2 separate regions of the Gossypium hirsutum genome follow, and region 2 is linked to region 1. A link is a contact called in public Hi-C data. All regions are on one chromosome and are shown on one strand. Each heading gives the region's core, a stretch centred on a gene start, on an enhancer-like site or on the middle of the called end of the contact. The rest is flanking DNA. Distances are from core to core; before and after follow the strand shown. Region 1 holds the start of LOC107935191 (U-box domain-containing protein 30). Region 2 holds the start of LOC107945466 (putative glycosyltransferase 7).

The links. Hi-C and Micro-C count contacts between places; a contact is called where the count stands out from the background.
Region 2: a contact with region 1 is called in a Hi-C map of hypocotyl, with 2.2 times the contacts expected there. The contact joins the promoter of LOC107945466 here to the promoter of LOC107935191 in region 1. A contact is called at or near these places in 4 of 34 Hi-C or Micro-C datasets (anther, hypocotyl, leaf and 1 more).

What each region holds. Positions count from the first base shown.
Region 1 is chrD12:27,087,602-27,092,574 of Gossypium_hirsutum_v2.1, reverse strand. It overlaps LOC107935191 (U-box domain-containing protein 30), which reads left to right and starts at 2,004. Exons shown (of 1, transcript XM_016867760.2): 1 at 2,004-4,535. The coding sequence starts at 2,623. The coding sequence ends at 3,978.
Region 2 is chrD12:27,272,759-27,277,731 of Gossypium_hirsutum_v2.1, reverse strand. LOC107945466 (putative glycosyltransferase 7) reads left to right here and starts at 3,090. Exons shown (of 2, transcript XM_016879483.2): 1 at 3,090-4,836. The coding sequence starts at 3,441. The coding sequence ends at 4,811.

The sequences.
Region 1 (4,973 bases), core at 755-3,254:
AAAATTTTAAGACGTAACTCTCACTTTATATAAGTTTTATTAAGTATCTGAATCTGTTCTCTTGTATGGATTATGTTTAAATATATTTCAATTGTTAGTTTGATTGATTGATTTTGATTTGAAGTTATTGAATGTATTAATTGTAATTACGATTATACTTATAATTTTTCTAAAAGAAACTTTTAATTCTTATTGTAGACATTTACAAAAAAAATAATGTTTAGTTCAGATTAATTTATTATAAATGTGATTGTATTGGTAACCCTTTAAAAGAAAAAAAAATTTAATTTCTATTCAATTGTAGCCTTTTACAAAACAAACATATATTTTTTTTCAAATTGGTTTAATATAGTTATTTATGTTTATAATATGTAAAAAAATAAGTTAATAACATAAAGCAGATGACTGCTTTTAAAAAAGTGCATTTTTGTGGGTCACGTGACACCCTATATTGGGAGCATATGCTCATGTGATTCCCTACTGTTTTTAGGTATATTAAAAAACTTTCTTGATTTCTTCCCTCTTTTATAAATCTCAAATTTAGCTCACCCCACTCAATTATTTTAGCATAAAGAAGCTTGGAATTCGAGAATAATTTTTTTTAAAAAAATACTGATATTTGAATTTTAGATTACTTTTTAAAAATTATTATATAAATAAAATTGAATTAAATTTTTTAAAATATTTAGAATATTGACAACTATGAAGGTTTTAAATTTCGTAAATCAAATTTTAATATATAAATAATTGTTGTGTTAATATATTACTTAAAAACATATAAGTCCAAAAAAAACAAAGCTGTCCAGTATTAATAGCCAATTAATCTAATTAATTCCAACCTCACCCATCGAGTTTGCGAACTACTCAAATATTTATTATTTTATTACACTTTAATGCAATTAATTAAATAATAATTATGAGAAGCGGCTCCCAACCAACACTTTGCAGCCCTTACCACCCAAATTTCAAATCCTAATTATAGACCATATTGTATTTGGTCAATAATTATTAATATTTGCATATGAATTATTAAAAAAAAAATCTGGAAAAACGAGGGAGCGTGAAATACTTATGATATTATGCTGAACACTCACTGTACCATGGCACAGAAAAATAAACAAATACTAATTTCAAGTCATTATTAAAAAAGAGGCAGGGCTCTCGTGTCTACGTGGCAGGTGGTGATTGGTTAGATCTGGAAGTGGGGGCAAAGGCAGTCAACGCAAAGACCGGAAAAGTGAAGCAGCACAGGCGTGCAGTCAAAGCAAAACTGTCACGGTCAAAATGCTTTGCTGGCACTTTACCTAAAATAAATAAACACATGAAATTATTTTTCTTTTTAAAAATAAAAAAAGTAGGGCCCCCATAATTCTTTTAGGTAAATAAAATTTCTATAAATGAGTAGTTATAAATAATATAAGAATGACATTAAAGAACTGAAAATAGATGATGATTAATTTTGAAATTAGATTTTGTCCACATAACATATGTGGATGAAGTTTCTTAAGTTGAAAAGAGATTCCTTTTAGCTACAACAACAAACATTAAAATCAAAATCTTGAATCCATTCATTAGTTCAATTTATTAATGAAAACTAACTTTTTAGTAACATCACTGTTAAATTAAAAGTAATAGCCGGGAGATTACGGCAAAGAATTGATATGACTGCACGTGTGGTGTGCGGGTCGGATGGCTTGATTGCCGGTAACTTGGTAATTTCAACTTTCGCTTCTTTCTTTCTTTTTTTTACTCTGGTAAAATATTAGGGGAAAAAAAGGTCATTTCATGGAAAAAAAAAAGAAAAAAAGAAGAAGCAATGCATTAATATATTAAGATATCTCATTAATAATTAATTTTTATTATTTTTCGTGAAGGTTTTTTTTAATAATTTTAAAATTATTTTATTTTTATCCAGCAAACAACTGCCCCAAAAGAAGAGCAGTAGGGAAGCCTTTGCAGGACATGGCTTTCTCTGTTCTTTTTCTCTCCATTTTGTGGTAAGGCCTGTTTTCACAATAAGTTGATTCTCTTCACTAAATTCTTGAAGCTTTTTCATTTTTTTCTTGTTTGGGTTTTCCCCCCCTAATTTTTCTGTACCATTAATGGTTGGGTTTAGAGGAAAAAGGGCTAATTGATTAGCTTTTGTACTACTCTTTTAACTGTTTATCTTTGACTGCTTTCTTTTACTAGTATCTTTCTTTTCTATGCCTACTTATTTTTGCTGTTTTGGGGGGCTTGATGATGGGAAGCTTGTACAAGAAGTGAAAGATGGGAGCTTGGTTATTGTGTGTTTATTCGTGATATTATTGTTATTATGATGGACTTTTGACCCTAGAAAAAGAGATCAGGATAAAGCAAAATAGATGTGTGAGTTTGTAGGGAGAAAAAGAAGGTATATTTCTTGCTTTATGATTTGTCAATGAGAGAGGAATTGATTGGAAATATACAAGTTCCATTCTTTTTTCATAATGTGGGTTGAAGGGTGCTTGTCAGTGCAGTGAATTTAGAGCTTGTTGTGGGTAGTGTAGAGGGGTTTTAAAAATAATCCTTCTTTTTTGGTACCTTGAGAATCTGTGTTGCTTTATCTCTTTTTTTTCGGAAAAAGAAGGGCGGGTTTCAAAGATGCCCATGTTTCAACCCTCAAAGACGGATGGGGTGGTTGTTGCTGCATTTGATGGTAGTGGTGATGGGCAAGTTCTGGATCTGGATACTGCTGTTAAAGATGGGGTTTTGGGTGGTGTTGGTGGTGGAGTCATTGGTGCTGCCGTTGGTGAGAAATTAGATCTGAAGAAAATGATTGAAGAGCTTGATTTACCTGAGATTCCTTCTGTGTTTATTTGTCCCATCTCTCTTGAGCCAATGCAAGACCCTGTAACTCTTTGCACTGGCCAAACATATGAGAGGTCCAACATTCTCAAATGGTTCAATTTGGGGCACTATACTTGCCCCACTACAATGCAAGAACTCTGGGATGATTCTGTTACCCCAAATAGAACCCTTTACCATTTGATTTACACTTGGTTTTCGCAGAAATATTTGCTTATGAAGAAGAGATCCGAGGATGTACAAGGAAGGGTAAGTGAGCTTCTTCAGACCTTGAAGAAGGCTAAAGGTCAGGCCAGGATTCAAGCCTTGAAGGAGCTTAAGCAAGTTGTGGCTGCACGTGCAACAGCAATGAAGACAGTGGTTGATGAAGGTGGAGTTTCTCTAATTTCATCCTTGTTAGGTCCATTTACTTCCCATGCTGTTGGTTCAGAGGCGATTGCCGTTCTTGTCAATTTGGAGCTTGATTCAGAGTCCAAAACCAATTTGATGCAGCCAACAAAGATTTCGTTGATGGTAGACATGCTGAATGAAGGGTCAGTGGAGACAAAGATCAATTGTACGCGATTGATAGAGAAGTTAATGGAGGAGAAGGAATTTCGGGCTGAGAGCATCTCCAGCCATCGGCTATTGGTTGGTCTAATGCGCTTAGTGAAGGATAAGAGGCACACGAATGGAATCTTGCCTGGTCTTAGCTTGCTCAGATCTATATGCTTACATAAACAAGTCATGGGTTTGATTGTGAGTATTGGCGCCGTTTCTCAATTGGTCGAATTGTTACCTGCTTTGGAACCTGATTGCCTGGAATTAGCCCTTTTCATATTGGACACGTTATCATCACTGCCAGAAGGCAAAGCAGCATTGAAGGATTGTGGAAACACAATTCCAAATATGGTGAGGCTGTTGATGAGAATTTCAGAAAGCTGTACTCAATATGCATTGTCAATACTGTGGTCCGTATGTAAACTTGCCCCTGAGGAATGCTCCTCAGTTGCTGTAGAAGCCGGTTTAGCAGCAAAGCTGCTTCTCGTGATTCAGAGCGGTTGCAATCCTGTGTTGAAGCAAAAATCTTCGGAGCTCTTGAAGTTATGTAGCCTAAATTATACAGACACCATCTTTATTTCAAAGTGCAAGCTCACAAGGACAATCCTATGACAAGTTAAAGGGCCTGCCATGATTGGTTCTTGAAATCTTCCTAGAATGAACGATCATATCTTATGAGATAGGGGGTTTGAGGTATGAATAAGCTCTCCTGTATATATTTAAGCACTTCAATTCCTGCAATTTGATTCAACTTTACTTAAAGAACACTCATAATGTGGATAAGAAAAAAGAACACATTTCATGCTGCAATGGAAATTATATGAAGTTCTCTTTTCCAATGCCTTGAAATAAAACCCCCCAAAAGGATCATGTGGAATGGATTATTGTGGGTGGGGCACATTCTTGGGATGGAATTGTGCTATCTGTGCAAGACTTTGGAGCTTGCAATCACAATTGTAATAGACAAAGAATTGCTTTGCTCCTTGGTGTTGGGGGCCCTTATTTCTCCCAAGTTGTTCCTATGGTAAGGGCCTTCCTTGACCAATTTTCCTGTCCTGGTTTTAGTGGGAGTTTTGCATTTTCAGCTCCACTGTTGTAGAGAGATTGGAATGCCTCTGGACATCAATTGTCTATTCAATGTGTACAATGAAAGATAACCTTTTCTTTTCTTTCTTGTTTTTTTTTCTTCTTATTTATTCTGCACTTTTCGTTTGTTGTTAGCCTCCATGAAGAATTAATAAAATTAAAAGTTTACTGGTTAACAATTGTGTACATTTGATTTATTACAAAGGCTATGTCAATGTCATGTAAAAGAGAGGGGTGGTCTAGCATTTACAAATGCGTTGAACTGTTACTATTTGGGGGGATCACTGTCACGGTGGAACACCTGGGGTCCATCATATGTAGTTTATATCGCTTTGTGGGAGAAATTTAGGACAAACCCATTGTCATCTCTCTTTCAATCACTGTTGTAATGAAATGTTCCACTCGCAAATTGTCGAGAGAACTCCTATTTGTAATCAGTAAAAAGCTCCCATTCACTCAATCCTTCTGCGCAAACAGAAGTGGCTCAATCTTTTCTGGATTCAAGAAATTTCTGTCCACTA
Region 2 (4,973 bases), core at 1,841-4,340, 180 kb before region 1:
TGCAAACCACCGAATGTTCGCTATTATACCGACATGTTTAACGGGATATGAGAAATTGCAAACCAATAAGAATATGTGATTGAAATGAAATGAGTTGCAAAAGAGTCACTGGAGTGATGAAGTTTTGTACCGTGCTTACAAAATAAATTGTTATAGTGTTATGTGAATGAGTGAATTTGAAACAGAATAGATTTAGATAGTGACAGTGACGTTAGTTTGAAAAACCACCAAAAATTATAGGAATTGAGTTAGTGGTTGAGTGAGATATGGAATTAAAGGTTAATGAGTCTATTTTTAATAAAAGAAATAGAGCAAGCAAAAGAGTTACACATTTTGAGATATTTGAATTTTAGTGGGGCAGGGTCGGATTGATTTCAGAATCCCCTGTTTTGACTTTGGAAAATAATTAAAAATTTTAAAAAAATAATTATGAGTTAAAATTTATATGCTTGGAATTATTAATGAGTCTATTTTCAAAGGAAACAAACAGAAATATCATCCGAAATCTGTACAATGAGATAATTTATTTTTAGTGAAGAGAGGTCAGAGATGTTGAGCAGTGAAACAGGGTAACCTTTAAAGAATAAACTGTACTAATTGGCCAAGTCAAAAATTCTGAAAATTTTATGGTAAGAAGACATGTGAGTCTAGTTTTGGGGAAAATTAATGGAACTTAATTTGGAGCTTTGTAGTTTCGGATAAAAATGATTTAGTGAATCTGACTCAAATAGACAACTTTGAATTTAAATATAAGTGAATAGTGAAATTATGTATAATGCTAATTAAGCATGTTTTATACATAAAGGATGTGGAATGGAGAGGAGGAGGAGGATAATAAAATGTATGAATGAATTGTTTATAAATGGTCATATGCCTGATTATAATCGGTAAATGTTAAATTGAATGGTAAATATGTATTGATACTGAAGGACTATTGCGGTATTGAAAATCAATTGATCAAATGTTTAAGAAATTTAGTCATGATATTTATATGTGTGAAAATAATGATATATAGATGATTATATCATTGAAGTTGCATTGATTAAATCGGTTTATGTGATAGAAATGTCAAGAACATTTGTATTTGATATGTGATGATCATGTAATGCCATGAAAATTTGTTTATTTGTGTGGTTTAAAATGTATCTATATTTTGTTATATAACTTATTTTGTAATCTATTTGACAAATGATAAAAATTAATTCGGTTACTATGTGAGGTGAATTATGATTTGTGAAGCAAAGCTATATTCGACAATAATGGATAAAATATATTTATGTCATGGGTGAATGGTTAAACACTTGGGTTAGTATAAAGTGTATATTTAGTAAGGTTTGTTGGAAAAGAAATAACAGGTTTTGGTTTATATCGAATAGAGAAAATTTGTACTATCTTTGTGGCTACTTTTGTTAGCTTTGTGGGAGATGAATGGATAATGTATATATATGTGAGAATTAACTTACTAGATAGTGAGTAATTGATTTATTACATTAGTTAAAAAGGAAAATTTGACGATATGAGAATATGTAATGATATGGATAAATTCAGGTACTCAGGACGAATTCAACAAGTAAGTGAAAATTTATAAATTCATAGACGAGGAAGTGAAAGATTGTGAGTATATTTAGCCAAGAAAACCTAATTAACGACTCGAGAATAACAACTTGAAAGTTTTAATTTAGATGAAATTTTACAACTTGGTTTACTACGGTTAAATGTGTATATGTTCTGGTAATACCTCGTACCCTATTCCGGCATCGAATACGGGTAAGGGGTGTTACAATTGTCAAGATGACGTGCGTTCCATGTGCGCGGTAGAATTGTGCCCTCTAGTCTTGCCAATTTGTACACTCCATAGCCTATCTTTTCTACAACTTTGTATGGTTCCTCCCAGCTTGGGGCCATCTTTCGTGCTGCGAAGCTGGGAGGCTAACCTCAATACTTTTGAGTATAAAGTCACCAACTTGGAACTGTTTGTTTTTTACCTTGGAATTGTAGTAGCGAGCTATTTGCTGAGCGCGTGCCACGTTCTTGATTTCTGCTGCTTCCTAAACCTCATCAATGAGATCGAGGTTAAACTTTATAACCTCTTGGTTGGCATTTTCATCAAAGTGTGTTGTTTTATGTGACCACATGTCGATTTAATAAAAATTGACAGACGTCCCAAAGGGGGTCCTTCTTCCTCTCTGCTTCTAGTTCTTTGCTCCTAAAAAATTTAACCGTTGATCCAGTGCATCAACAAAAACGCGTTGAATAAAAAAACCTAATTAAGAGCAAAATGCCAAATTGACATTGTAAAATATGTGTGTGCAGCAGCATGGCAAAACAAGAAGAAAAAACAAGAACATGCTTTTGTTGAGAGGCAAATCCAAGATCTGAAGCATACCAAACAAATGATCTAGGCTACCATCAGAGCCACGGGAGCTTGCTGGTGGGGAGGGGGTGCAAAATCTTGAAAAATTTTGAAACCAAAGTTTAAGCTCCATGTATATACGGGGCCATGTGTCAGAGACTCACATGATGGCGGCCCATTGCCAATGCTCTGAACCGTCACTGTGTCTGCAGGTAGCTCATCTATTCCATCTTCCCTCTCTCTCTCTGTACTGGAAATTTGGGTACCACTAACATTTTCCAATTAGAAGGAAAAATGCTCTCGTCACATTCACATTTCACAGTAAAATACGTGACAAAAACCAATTTCACTGTGGGTTTCGGTTTAACTTATCTATCTGCCACGTATTTTAAATCTTTGCATACGAAGAGAATATGACAAAATCATTTATAATTTGCCAATAATTCTTAGATATACAGCACCACCTAGCAATTCAAGCCTTAAATCAAGGCTATTTTTCGTTATTTATTTTATGAATTGAGCATGGGCAAAATAATACGATTTTTTTTTCAAAAAGAAAAACCACTAGATCTTTTCGTTTGACTTGGGTCCATTTTCAATCAGATCCTTTTTTACAAAGCAACATGCAAAATAAAAGCTTTCTCGAATCACGTGCATCCCATCTTTAAAGTTTGCTCCGCCTAATTTAATAATTTAACAGAATTATTAATTAATTTTGGAAAACACTTTTTGACTAAAGATCTTTCCACTGTTGAAGTTTCAGTAAGTACAAAACTCAACACACAATTTAAACGGAAAAAACGGATGATTAGTCCTTCCCAGAATCCAATTTAAATTGTCGGCACCAATTTCACGAGCCAAACTGCCATGTGTCGTTTTAAATGTTTTTCACCTCCGTTCTATCCCGCGCATTTTAGCATCCCTGGCGCACCCAAACCGACGCCCTTAACTTTTAATACAACTACACAGTAATTAAAACAGTGTCCCCAGTCTTCTTTAATTGCATAACCAAAATTGGAGGGCATCCCGTTTTAAAAACCTTGGGAAACACAGAAACCTCAAAACCCAGTTTTCTTTCTTACAGGAAATGGTGTGTCCTGAGTTTTCTCATCCTCAATCTTCTTCTCCCATGGCGAAACCTCGGAACCGGTCGTTTTGGTGTCTTCCCGATGCCTTTCTTGTCTTTGGTGTTGCATTTTTAGCTCTTTTATTAGTAGCGTCATTTTGGTCTTTTTTCACTCCAACACCAAACTTTGAACCCACTGTAACCGACCCACCCTCCAAGTTGAGCATGAATCCAGTCGATTGCTCGGAAAGTGGGTTCGGAGTTAACTTAAAATCCGATCCCAAAGACCCCACCTTTTACGACGACCCGGAGATGGGTTACTCCCTTGAAAAGCCGGTGAAAGATTGGGATCAAAAACGCGCAGAGTGGTTGAAGCACCATCCTTCTTTCGCCGCCGGAGCACGTGAAAGAATCGTTCTTGTAACTGGGTCCCAACCCAAGCCATGTAAGAATCCCATTGGTGATCATTTACTCTTGCGTTTCTTTAAGAACAAGGTTGATTACTGTAGAATCCATGGCTACGATATTTTTTACAATAACTTGTTATTGCACCCCAAAATGGGTTCCTATTGGGCAAAGTTACCTGTGGTTAAAGCAGCCATGTTAGCTCACCCTGAAGCTGAGTGGATCTGGTGGGTTGACTCGGACGCCTTGTTTACAGACATGGAGTTTAAGTTACCCTTAGAAAGGTACAAAAACCATAACTTGGTTGTTCATGGTTGGCCTAAGTTGATTTATGAGAAGAAAAGTTGGACCAGTTTAAATGCTGGGGTTTTTCTGATTAGGAATTGCCAATGGTCTATGGATTTGATTAACACTTGGTCTGGCATGGGTCCAATGAGTAAAGATTATGAGAAATGGGGTCAGATTCAACGATTAACGTTCAAAGATAAGCTTTTCCCTGAATCAGATGATCAGTCGGCTCTGGTTTATTTGCTTTATACAGAAAAAGAGAAATATTATGATCATATTTATTTGGAAGGAGAGTTTTATTTTGAAGGGTATTGGGTTGAGATTGTTGGAGGGTACGAGAACACAACGGAGAGATACTTGGAGATTGAGAGAGGGGCGCCAAAGTTAAGGAGGAGACATGCTGAGAAAGTGAGTGAGCAATACGCAGCGTTTAGGGAAGAATTCCTGAAGGAAGCTGGGAATGGGAAAGGGAGTTGGAGGAGACCATTGATCACTCATTTCACGGGTTGTCAGCCTTGTAGTGGTGACCATAATCTGATGTATGCTGGGGAGTCTTGTTGGAATGGGATGGTCAAAGCTTTGAACTTCGCTGATAATCAGGTGTTGCGCAAGTATGGGTTTGTGCACTCGGATCTACATGATTCCTCCACTGTTACTGAAATTCCCTTTGATTACCCTGCGGATGAGGGTCCATGGTGAAAACCAATACAAAACATACAAAAAGGTATGGTTTTTCATTATCTTATGTCATGTACAAAAGAGTTGGCTTTTAAATTATTTTAATTTTGGGTGGTGGGGACTGGGGAGGAAGGGCTTTGCTGTGTTGAAGTAATGCATGATATTGAAGGATAATGATGTTGT